Linked DNA regions of Sus scrofa: region 1 is linked to region 2. A link is a contact called in public HiChIP or PLAC-seq data. All regions are on one chromosome and are shown on one strand. The core of a region is the stretch at or near the end of the contact, and the rest is flanking DNA. Distances in the headings are between cores, read along the strand shown.

What was found. HiChIP or PLAC-seq counts read pairs in DNA pulled down with a chosen protein or histone mark.
Region 1: a contact with region 2 is called in an H3K27ac HiChIP or PLAC-seq map of alveolar macrophages. The contact joins two enhancer-like sites. A contact is called at or near these places in 1 of 47 Hi-C or Micro-C datasets (embryonic fibroblasts) and 2 of 2 datasets of contacts at active chromatin or transcription factors (alveolar macrophages and skeletal muscle).

What each region holds. Positions count from the first base shown.
Region 1 is chr13:115,970,592-115,973,916 of Sscrofa11.1, forward strand. All of the region lies in intron 2 of LOC106505748 (a long non-coding RNA gene), which reads left to right. Among named protein-coding and RNA genes, the nearest start is that of TBL1XR1, 480 kb to the left of the region's middle. Within about 2 kb of position 1,995, at least 1 of the 83 cell types and tissues checked has an H3K27ac peak or open chromatin away from gene starts, as enhancers often do. A contact at or near this core is called in alveolar macrophages, where this site is marked.
Region 2 is chr13:115,495,819-115,499,044 of Sscrofa11.1, forward strand. All of the region lies in intron 1 of LOC106505748 (a long non-coding RNA gene), which reads left to right. Among named protein-coding and RNA genes, the nearest start is that of TBL1XR1, 9.2 kb to the left of the region's middle. Within about 2 kb of position 1,868, at least 19 of the 83 cell types and tissues checked have an H3K27ac peak or open chromatin away from gene starts, as enhancers often do. A contact at or near this core is called in alveolar macrophages, where this site is marked.

The DNA of each region.
Region 1 (3,325 bases), core at 745-3,244, 470 kb after region 2:
AGAGTGGAGAGGGAAGCAGTCTGGTGACATGATTAGCAGTATGAGCTCTGAATCCAAATGGCCCATCTTTAGTAGTAGCTCTGCCATTACCAGCTAGGACACCTTAGGGGATGACATAAAGTTTGGGGGCTTAAGTTTTCTTCTTCATAAAAAGAGGATGATGATAGTATATCCTCATAGGGTAATGTGAAGTTTATAGAGCACATGATAAGTACATAATAAATGGTAGAAATTATGTATTGTTAGTTTTGGTGATTAAGCTCACAGTTATTTGTAGTCAGAAAGCTGCATCCAAATTCTGACTGTGCCACTTTCTGTGTGACCTTGAGGCAGTTACTCATTTTTCTTCTTTCTTTTTTTTTTTGTTTTTGTTTTTTTTTCTGAGGGGGGTTGGCTTAACTATTTTTTTTTTATTTTTGTAAGATTTTTCTAGCATAGTCGATTTACAATGTTCTATCAATTTCTGCTGTACAGCTAAGTGACCCAGTCATACATATACATGTACATTCTTTTTCTCACATTATCTTCTATCATGTTCCATCATAGGTGATTAGATATAGTTCCCTGTGCTATACAGCAGGATATCATTGCTTATCCACAAGTTACTCATTTTTCTAAGGCTTAGGTTCTCCATTTAAAATACAAATAAAAATCATGTTAATAATAGCTAATAACAGAGCAGGTATGAGAATTAAATAAGATAGTGCAAAATGCTTAGCACATTATATGTATTTTATGTGTTAGTTAATGCCACATAAATACAGGATGAAATATAAAATTCTATCAGAAACATGAAAAGCATATGGCAGTTCTGAGGAGAAGTAAGAACCATCCTGTAGAAAGGAGGGGAAAAGTTGTAGAATCCTCTGGAGCAGTTGAGGGATTTTTACTATCCTTTAGCGATCCTTTCATAGCACAAAGGAAATGAATCCAACTAGGAACTATGAGGTTGCAGGTTCGATCCCTGGCCTTGCTCAGTGGGTTAAGGATTTGGCGTTGCTGTGAGCTGTGGTGTAGGTCGCAGACTTGGCTCAGATCTGGCTTTGCTGTGGCTCTGGCGTGGGCCAGCAGCTGTAGCTCCGATTAGACCCCTAGCCTGCGAATCTTCATGTGCCGTGGGTGTGGCCCTGAAGAGTCAAAAGACAAAAAAAAAAAAAAAAAAAAAAAAAAAGATGCTAAGGTTAGAAGTAGGATAGTTGACAAGGAAATGGGTAAAAGAAATATGGTGGTCAAGGGGAAAACAGGAGTCAACAGTGATTTCTCAGCATTAATAGACAACTTGTAGCCAAGAAAGTAGAGCCAGTGTGGGGAAAAGACATTGAACTGAGGTGTTGATGGTACATTAGCAGGCAATGAAACTGGCTCTAGAGAGAAATATTTTCTCTAGAGAAAGGAGACTGGAGCAAACATAGACACTGAGCTGATGACATAAATGTGTGAATGAATGAGATTTCCAAGGAAGATTTCCATAGAAGAAAGGAGTTGGGCAGAACGTGGGAAAGCATCTTCTTGTTGGGAGGACAAGGGGGAGATGGGAGGATGAGCAAGAGAGAGAGAAGCAGTGAGTGAGTCAGGAAGGTGCCAGTTAAGGGAGTAGCTCAGAGAAAGAAGGCAGAAGGTTTAGAAGAATAAAGCCTGGGAAAAAGATGCTGTATTAGTTAGCTGGTCCTTGCTGAGTTGCAGAAAGGGGTTAAGTGGCAAGGAGGGCAAATCTGTATAAAGGGGCAGAACCTAGAGGAAATTTCCTGAGGAAATTCTAATGCCAAGGCAGAAACACCAGTAAGCCAATTAGCCTTCAGTTCCAAGTCCCTTACCTTCTAGACCTTTCCCAAGCCCCAGGATTTACTAGCAGTGCCTTCCCTTGGTTATGTAATCTGTAAAACTCTCACATGTAAGATATTTGACTTAGTCTATTCTGGCTGCTTTAACACAGTTCTATAGACTGGGTGGCTTAAACAACAGAAATGTATTTCTCACAGTTTTGAAACCTGGAAGTCTGATGTCAGCATGACAGCATGGTCAGGTTGCATCTTCTTCCTGGTTTACGGACAGCGTTTTCTCTCCCTGTTGCCTCACAAGGTTGGGGGTTGGAGAAGAGAAGGAGAGAGAGAGACCCTTTCATATAAAAGCATTAGTCTTATCAGGAGGGTTCCCCTCACCACCACCCCCCACCATGACCTGATCTACCCCTAATTACTTCCCAAAGGACCCATCTCCAAATACCATCACACTGGGGATTAGGCTTTCAATGTGTGGGTTTTGGCAGAAAGCAACCATTCAGTAAATAAAACACAATATTTAAGTGCAATCATTTGAGACCACTGCAATCTTTCTATTCAGACCCTCCTTCACTCTCAATTCCCCTGCTGTTGTGAATAGCATTTAAGTATCCACTTAGGGAACTAAAGTTAGGGTTTAAGGGAATATACTGTGTGGTTCACATCAAGTTAACATATAGTTAAGTTACTACTAATAGTCCCAGGAATTCTCCCTCAACCTACTAGGGCCAGCTCATCAGTCAGTGACACCAAGTGTAAATCTGTCTTTTGACGCCTGGCACTGGGGAAAATGTGGAGGAGAAAAGCTTTGAAATATACAGAGCCAGAACCTAGTATGTGAAAATGACCTTTTAATTCTGAGATGTGTAAGATTGGAAAAAGAGGATCTGATTCTTGTCAGGGCCTAGTCAAAATGCAAATTCTCTCCTATCAGATAAAATAACCTAAAATTCATGATCTTGCACTGTGATGAAACATCAGTGGCAAACTGGTTAATGGGTGTCGCCAGCTAAAGGATTTAATATTAGTCACAACACACACACACACACACACACACACACAAAACCTTGAACTGTTCTGAAATTGTTCAGCTCAGATATGAAACTTGATAAGAGATTTTTATAAATTTGAGAAAAAAATTCTTCAGACTTATATGTTACCAATAATGGAGTAGGAAGCTAAAACTTTTCTAACCTGTAAATAATGAACACATTTAAAAAAATTAACTATGCTGAAAGACAGATTGAGCCCTTACCAAATGAAGAAGGAATCAAAGAGAACGTGGTAAAAATAAGGGGGAAAATGTTATGGAGGCCAGATAGTTTTAAAATATTACATTATTTTCATATATTTTTAATGTTTTTTTATGATTTTTAATTTTTCCATTATAGCTGGTTTACAGTGTTCTGTCCATTTTCTACTGTACAGCAAGGTGACCCAGTCACACACACATGTATGTGATCTTTCACATTATCATACTCCATCACAAGTGACCAGACATAGTTCCTAGTACTATACAGCAGGATCCCATTGCTTATCTAGTCCAA
Region 2 (3,226 bases), core at 618-3,117:
AAATGATAAATAGTATTTTGAGTTTACTTTAGCAAACTTAAAAAGTTTACTTTGGAAGAGCTTCTAGTAAGTATTGAAATACTTATTTATCTCTTTATGCTTTACTGAGGCTAAAAGAAACATGCTTTAAATAAACAATCTACTGGCCTAGATGAATTGGGATCAGTTGCTAATCGTCCTGAGAGGTTCTGGCTGGAGATGGAGACATCAGGGCAGTACTTCTCACAGCTGAGAAGAAATACTAACACCCCCCCCCCGTTAATGCCAACCAATGGGAACCCCAAATTCTTACCTTCAAATGGATGGTATTCTTGCTGCCACAGTTCCTATTCACACATTCTGGCTGCACCTACTTCTTTCAAGTGATATGTATTTGTACCCCTACAGCTAGATTTGCTGACACACATAGCTAGATTTAATCCATTTATAAACTACTTCATTTTATTCTGAATTGCTTTTATTTTTTTCTTCTCTGATGGGACTGCAATTCTTATAGAAATTAATTGTGCACATTCTCATGTCCGTGGTTGGCTCTGTAGTTCAGACCAAACACATATACACACACACACATTATAGCCACTAGAAAATGAGCAGGCTTCACTTTATGAGAAGAATACACCAAATACCCTTATTGGCAAGGTTTCTCAAACTGTGTTCCACTCATTATGAGCACAGAGTCTGTGTTTTGGGGAGTAAAATGTTCAATATCAAAGACGTTTGGGAAACTTCACACTTTCTAGAGATTTGCAATATTTGTTATCATATTAAAGACTGAGAGACCTTGTAGCATGCAAATCTTATCAACCTGTTGAATCCCTTTTATAAAAGCATACTTTTCAAAATCTTGCAAAGTTAGCATTCTGTGGGATGTATTTGGTAAACTGTATTCAAATTTGATAAAATGTTTTTAGTCCTTGCTCTTTTATTTTTTACTTTTTTTTGGAGAGCAACGGTTAGATATACAACTAAATGGGCATCCTAATAGTTCCTTTCCCCTAAACTGAGCCCACCCAGCCACAAACAGAACTGAACAATCGCAGCCCTTTCCCACAGGGGAAACTGCTCATCCAGGGGCAAAGGGTAAGAGAAACTGTGTGTCCTTCGGCAAGGCCCCTCCAAAAAGAGAAGGGAAGTCACTGAGCACCTTGTGCTCACTCACTTCCTTTCCACAATCTTGAGAGTCACTGTACTTTGTAAAGACTCAGAGACCTCATCCTGGGGCACAGGAGCTCCACCGCTTCTACGGCTTCTGATGTTGTGATCTTCCTTGAGCAACACAAAGGGAAGGCTATGCATGCCAGTACCCAGGTTATAAAAGAATCAAATACAACAAACCTGGTATCATACACATTTAGTGATAGGCAGCACAGCCACACGGCTAGTTAAGAGGCCAGATGAACTGGGTTCCAGATACAGCTCTACTCGTGTTATATGTAATCTTAGAAAAGGCTCAACTTGCTCAGAAACTCAGCTTCCTTATTGCTAAAATAGGGAGCACATTAACCACATTGCTCCAGGGTGAGTATTCAAAATATTTATCAACCACTTCTGCATGGCCACACCAGATCATCCTGCTAACTGGCAGCCTCACAGCCCATCTCCTTCACTTGGTCAACATCCATCAGTGGTGCCTGGCCTATTTCACAGGGCTGTCACATGCATCTAATTAAATAATGTTTGTGAAAGCAGACCAAGCCTCCATGCAAAAGCAACCTATTTTTAGTCATTATTATTCTGTAAAATAAATGACATAAAGAATAAGGGAGATGGGAAGCCTCTTAAACACATTTCACCTGTTTCACACTCTAGCCTCCCTGCCAGGGGCAGCCTGACTAACTTTGAGGGCAGAAGTCACTTTGAGCAATAGCAGGAGGAAGTGAAGACCCGGGCCAAGACCAGCCCATGACACAGCTTAACCTCAGAACATCAAATAGTAGTAAGAGCGAGCATTTTATTGAGTACTTACCATGTGTTAGGCCTTGTTCAAAACCATTTTACGCAGATTAACTCATTTAATCCTCACCACATCCAGATGAATGAGGAACTATTATTATCCCCTGTCCACAGATGAGGAAACCGAATCGCAGGCTGTTTAAGTGACTTGCTTGAGGTTCCCTAGCTAGTAAATGTCAGAGCTGGACTTTCATCCGGGCAAATGAGTTCATGCCCTTAACCACCACTCCAAGCAAACAGATCTAAGCCTGGCAGGGATGGGGAAGGGGGGCTGCAGCCAGAGAGCATTACGGGTCCCAAGCCTCACCTGGAGGTCCTGGGAAGCCTCTCTTAGGACCACAGGTGTCTATAACCCAAGGAGGTTTCCAGGAGCAGACCTCTCCGCTGCTTGTGTAGGGGAAGCATGACACCCTCCGTGTCCAGAAGCTCCTGGCTGGCAGAAATCCTTGTCCCCAGGCATCAATAACTGGGGCACCCCCATTCTGAGGAGGGGTAGCTCCATGCCTTAGCACAGGTGGAAGGCAGGGGAAGGGAGCAGGAGGAAAGGAAAGGAAGAAGCAGACTGCAGTCCTCCCTTCAGCAGGGAAAAGGCAGCCAGGTCAGTGGGTTTGCCTTTGGGTAGGAAGATAAGCTTTATTGAGTAAATATACCTGGAGCAGAGGGCTAGGCTGGACTTCCTTCTACTGAAGAGTCAGAGAGGAGTGAAGGCAGAGAGAAGGACCTGCAGGGCTTGAAGCTGGGGGCAAATTTGTATTGTAAAGGGCTAGATAGTAACTATTTTAGTCTTTGGGGGGCCACATTCTTGCATTTTTTATCTCCCTTTCCAGCACTTTAAAAAGGTAAAACCAATCCTAGCTCCAGGCTGCTGCTGGATCTGGTCTGCAGGTTATAGTTTGCCAACTAAAGAAACCATCAGTAAATCTCTCCATTTTACCTGGGTCTCACCCTGGAGAGGCACTATGGTGAGGAAAGGGACACAAAGTTCTCTTCTTACTCTGGTGAAGTTCGTCAAATCTGATGTATATTCCACTGAGGTACTTCAGGACTCTTTATGGCAACCCAAAGTTTTGCTCTGGGGATTTGTATGCCATGCACAGCTGTGCTCATGGGCATCTCCACAAGAATTATGTTTCATGCCACATTCCATTTAGGAACTGATGCCCAAGTCAATATTGCAAAGCAATGATACCCACTATTATCCTATTTCAGGGAAAAATAGAGTAGCAACATTTTCCTCTTTGGTACCCAAAAATGGAATGTCTCAGTGTCTTTG